Linked DNA regions of Mus musculus: region 2 is linked to region 1. The links are chromatin contacts, called in public HiChIP or PLAC-seq maps. All regions are on one chromosome and are shown on one strand. The core of a region is the stretch at or near the end of the contact, and the rest is flanking DNA. Distances in the headings are between cores, read along the strand shown. Region 1 overlaps Galk2 (galactokinase 2). Region 2 has its middle 150 kb from the start of Dtwd1.

Evidence for each region. HiChIP or PLAC-seq counts read pairs in DNA pulled down with a chosen protein or histone mark.
Region 2: a GR HiChIP or PLAC-seq map of the 3134 cell line shows a contact between it and region 1, with 10 times the contacts expected there. The contact joins two enhancer-like sites. A contact is called at or near these places in 3 of 484 Hi-C or Micro-C datasets (the C2C12 cell line, bone marrow-derived macrophages and embryonic fibroblasts) and 5 of 115 datasets of contacts at active chromatin or transcription factors (the 3134 cell line, embryonic fibroblasts, fibro-adipogenic progenitors and 2 more).

Annotation. Positions count from the first base shown.
Region 1 is chr2:125,923,479-125,926,130 of GRCm38.p6, reverse strand. The region is part of intron 5 of Galk2 (galactokinase 2); the gene reads right to left. Among named protein-coding and RNA genes, the nearest start is that of Galk2, 59 kb to the right of the region's middle. Within about 2 kb of position 1,325, at least 13 of the 459 cell types and tissues checked have an H3K27ac peak or open chromatin away from gene starts, as enhancers often do.
Region 2 is chr2:126,301,196-126,303,847 of GRCm38.p6, reverse strand. No RefSeq gene overlaps it. Among named protein-coding and RNA genes, the nearest start is that of Dtwd1, 150 kb to the right of the region's middle. Within about 2 kb of position 1,312, at least 49 of the 459 cell types and tissues checked have an H3K27ac peak or open chromatin away from gene starts, as enhancers often do.

The DNA.
Region 1 (2,652 bases), core at 76-2,575:
CTTTTAGATTTATTTTTTTTTTTATGCATTGATGCTTTACCTGCCTATGTGTCTGTATGAGGGTGGCATATCCTCAGGAACTAGAATTACAGACAGTTGTAAGCTGTCATATGGTTGCTGGGATTTGAACCCAGGTCCTCTGGAAGATCAGCCAGTGTTTTTAAGTGCTGAACCATCTCTCTAACCCCCACCATCTATATTCTTAATTACCATGTTATATCACCTCCTATCCAGACTGAAGAGGAAAGCAATGCCCTCCAAGCCACAGAACTACTGTGACAACCCTAAAACTTAACTTAAAATATCACAAGTAAGAGCATGAGGACTCTAATGTAGTATATAAGTGTTGACAAGTGTTGATGTTGTTATTTTCACAAATGAATAAATAATCGTTTGATTTACAGAACATGATGGCTCAAGCTAGAGTCAAATACAGGATGTTTTAAAGATGTTCACAGCAAGACAGAACGTTAAAGATTCTGAAAGTCTCTAAATGGGCTGATTCAGTAATAAACAGTAAGGAACCATTAGGTGAACAGAAAAGTAGGGCCCCATTAAAAGGATCTCTGTCCACCTGCAGACAGGAGTTCCTACCCAATAAACAAAACATGCCTACCTGGAAAATTCAACAGCAGGCCTACCCACTAGCTGGCTTCCTCAGTGGCCCTAGCTCTGAGCCCTTAGCACTAAGTGGTGGGGTGAGGGGGAAGCAAAATGAGTAAGAGATATAAAGAAACTAGAAACAAAGGCTAAAAGAAACCTAAATCTGACTTAAGGAAAACATTTGCATAAGTCACACAGTAAACAAAATTAGTTAAGCCCATAGCCCAAGCCGGAAACTATAACCTGATCTCAAGGGGTCGTTCCTGGAGGGTTGCCAAGAACCTGAGTCATCCTGGACACTCAGGGTCATGTGGGTCTGTCTGCCAAGGTGCTTTTCCATCCTTTAAGATACTGGAAACGGAATCATTGCACATCTTTCAAAAATTCCATCATCCAGAGCAACTCAGAAAGGCACTGAATTGGTGCTTCTAATTTCTGAAATTGTACATGATTTTGAAAGAGTACACAAAACTAAGAAGCTGTCAAAAAGCATGTTAACAGATGTGTACAGGGAAATGAGCATCCTGGAGGTACTCACAGGACAGTCTGAATAACTCAGGAACCCAGTTGTGTGCAGGAAAGGGCAAGCTCACAGTTCTACCACACTGGGCCATCTGAACTTTCCCAGTTTCTCTAAACCCTTGAACACAAACACAGAGTCTGAGAACTCTCAAGCAAAGCCAACAAAGCTTGAGCCTACTAGGGCTCCTGCTTCCTCCCTCCACATGGTCCTCTGATCCTATGCCTATGCACTCCAGGAACCAGGTTCTCCCCAGCCAGTCTCTTGTGGCTTGACTTTTCTCACTCATCCTTAAAGAAGACAACTGGACTGTAGAAGCTTTGCTAACCTGTGGGTAAAGGACAAAGCCAGCGTCTGCCCTCCAGGAGCCAAAACACTGATCTTATCTGTAGGTCTTCAAAAGAACACAGAACTCTATTGTGCTAGACAGCTTCTATTTTCCCTCCAAATCAGCTCTGTGCCGTCTTCACCCTGCAGTCTACTAAGAAGGTTCCCCGGAGGAGGCTCCAGAGGAGTGAAGCTCCAGCATGTACCCTGCTTCTACTAAGACTTGGGACATTCAGAGGGACAGGAAGGAAGGTCATGCCCATCTCTAACAAAGTCGCTTTCAGGCCCAAGGGTAATCTTAGCTCAATTTGTTCTGGTAAAGAAATTGTTCTTTATTCATATTTTCTAAGCTAACCCTGACATATCTGGATGAGGTGAAAATTTTAATGGCTCTTGGAGAAGTTGTGGGAAGAGAAAACATAATCAAAGTATGTGAGGGTTTTTTTTTTTAACAAAAAAGATATCAGGTTCACAGCAAAAAAAAATAAAATAAAATAAAATAAATAAGCATGTTAAGTAAAAAACAATGACTTTACTTCCTGTCCTCCTTTTCCTGCCTCCAGCCCCTCTCATGAAACTTGCACCCTCAAATCTGCAGCCTCTTTTTATACATACATTCACATTATGTAACTAGAACTGCTGAGTCCATTAAGTGAACTGGCATTGTGATGTGTGCTCGTGAGTCAGATCCAGGCCTCCTTGTCCCCCCAGAGCCTTGCCACCTGCCCCACACTGAAATTCACATTCACATGCTCTCTCAAACGAAGCTAAACAAAAACAAATGAAAATCAAAAGAAACAAATTTAAAAAAAAAAACAAAATAAAACAAAAAGGGGAGTAATTAATTTTTTAAAGGTAGAAAAATCTCTCAATGGACTGCACAGTGAGGAGCTTGCAGGCCTTCCTTCCCAACATCCAACTCTAGAAAGAGTCACAAAGACATCCCTCCTACAAAGCAGGATGACCTCCAAGTGAGGCTGATAGGCTACCGTGGCTTCCTCCATCCATAGACAACACATAGGACAACCCTTGCGTGTTTAAACACTTTCCGGGCACTAATAGCAAGTCCATGAGAAAGGGCTTTATTGCTAAACAGACTTTCTAATGAAAAAAATGAATCATGTGGAGGCCAAGTAAACTGCCAAGGTCGCCCACTAGTAAATGTCAGGGCCAGCACTTGAACTGTGAGCCTGGCACGGGCT
Region 2 (2,652 bases), core at 63-2,562, 380 kb before region 1:
TCTCTCTCTCTCTGTGTGTGTGTGTGTGTGTGTGTGTGTGTGTGTGTGTAGTTATGCCCATTTTGTAAAATGGTAATAATAATTGGACCCACATCATGGGATTGTTGTGAGTATTAAAGAGGTGGTGCTTGTGAGAATCCTGCTTGTGAGAATCATGGTTGGTACCCAACAGAGGAGAGAGTTCACATTTGCTATGCATTACAGCTCCTAGTGCAGTGGCTGGCATACCACACACGTCAATGACTGCTGGTTATTATGACTACTAGGACTATTATTCACTTAGCTGAGGGAAGGATGTCTGTCCAAATCTCTTATTTCCTCACTCTTGACCTCCTGGTATGATTCAGACATAAGTCCCCTGAGGTGTCATTCAGTTCCGAGGGGTAAAGAAGGGAGAGCTATGAGGATAAATGAGGAGAGAAAAGATGTCATCCTGGCAATTCAGACCCCATGGGGTGCCCATCCCGGGACCAGCTGACCTTTCAACCAAGAGGAGAAACCACAGCAGCACTCACTTTCCCTTGACTCCTAGTGAGTCATGCTAAGTCATTCCCTTGGCTCCCAGTCTGTGGGGAAAGATGTTTGAAACATAGCTAGAATCATAGGCTCTGATTAGACCAGAATGTTCTGATGTGGTTAACTGGAGGAGGTAAATGTCCTGGATTCTAGGGGCCTTTATTCACCTCTGGTATTTGAAGAGGCTGGGTACAAGTCTCCAAGACAAATACCCTTCCTCTCTAGGGCCAGAGGGAAGGCAGGGGGAGAGTTTCAGTTTGGCTCTTGTGCATGGTTGCTAATTTTCTCTGAAATCAGCTCATGACTTATAACTCTAGACAAATGCTTTTGGTGTACATTCTTCACTCTGTAAGCATCAACTGGCTACTATGTACCAGCTATAGTGTTGCTATACTGTCATAGGGCATCTTAAGTAATTATTACATAATATTTAAAGCCTGTAATGTAAGTGCCACCAGATCTGATATATGCCTAACAAATGGGGAAATCACAAAAGCCTTCTTGGAGGAATGATGGAATAAAACTACTGGTCCCAGAAAGTGACCCAACAGAGTGAAAACTCCACTTCTTCTTACAAGTTTCTTGGGAAGATTTCTCACTCATTTTGGGTCTTGATTCTTCTACCTGCTGTAGCCTCCCCCAGCCTGGAGTAGACTGACTTTGACCTTGCTGCCACTGAGAATGAGACCACCTGGGGTAAAGCCTTCCGACCTAGATGGCTCTATTGTTCTGTCATCTGCTGCTGCTCTTCTCCAAGACACTGGTACCTGCTGAGAGGCCCTTGAGATATTCCAGAAACAGCAGGTCTGAGACAACATCCGGCAGATGGCCTACAGGCTGGTAACAGGCATCAAGAACGGATTGTCAGAGGATGAGCCTCCTGTCTTTATAAGTACAGACTCTTAGTAAACTTGGGGCCTTGAACAGAAATATGTCTTGGCCTCCATTATTTCTCTCACCGTTTTCTCCCATACAGCTCCTGCCTCCCACTCAGGAACCCAGTTAGTGTGGCTGCAGGCAACTACAACCTGCAAAAGAGACAATGGTACCTTTCTAAAGGATTCTGTTTGTAGACTGATCAAGGTAACAAAGTTAGACTATCATGGCAATGTGCCAGGAACAGAGTTAACAAAAGGTGGCCACTTTTGTTGGTGATCACCTGTATATGCCTTCACATTCCACATGTTTTCATCTCAAAGATGGCTGCATCTGAGCCCAGAATCTGATAAGCCTGCATTTGAAGAGTTCCTCTGTTGCCTGAGACTAGTTGGAATCCTGAATATTCAGCAGTACATTTAAGAAGAGATCTCCAAGCATCTCTGAGGATGTCCAAGTACACTCACTCTTGAGTAGAGGCCTCCATTGAGAAGTTCATAGAGTGCCTCTTCTGCTTCGGCTTCCTAGACTTCCAGGAGCTATTCTTCTGGGCCCATTTCCACTACTTGGCTGCACCCTAAATTTAGAGGGGAGAGGAAAGAGATTATGCTGTGTAGTCCCATTTGAGTTCACAGGGTGGTGGCTTCTGGGGAAAATTCTAGAGTACTCTCTGGATTAAGAGCTCCTGTATGGCGGGTGACCTCTTCTCAGGTTGTTCACTGAGTGCCAGAAAGGAGTAGAAGGCTTGAGTCACATGTGTCTTCTATCTTCTGTCATTTCCATATAAAATGATCAAGATGGCTGAATCACTCCCAAGGAGAACAACACCATGTCCTTAGTCTCCTCGGCTTTGTCATCTGTTATGAATTTTGTGGGACTTTTGTCTCCTATTTTATGAGCTCTTTCTTCTCTCCTAGCTGTGCCACAGCACATCTGTACTGGCTAGTATTATGTCAACTTTACACAAGCTAGAGTCAACCGAGAAGAGGGAGCCTCAATTGAGAAAATGCCTCTTTGCAAGATTGGGCTGTTGGCAAGTCTGAGCAACATTTGTAAGGCATTTTCTTAATTAGTGATTGATGTGAAAGGACCCAGCCCATTGTGTATGAGGCCACCCCTGGGCTGGGGATCCTGCGTGTTATAAGAAAGCAAACTTGGCAAGCCATGAGGAGCAAGCCAGTAAGCAGCACTCTTCCATTATCTCTGCATCTGCTTCTTCCTCCAGGTTCTTACATTAAGTTCCTACTGTGACTTCCTTGG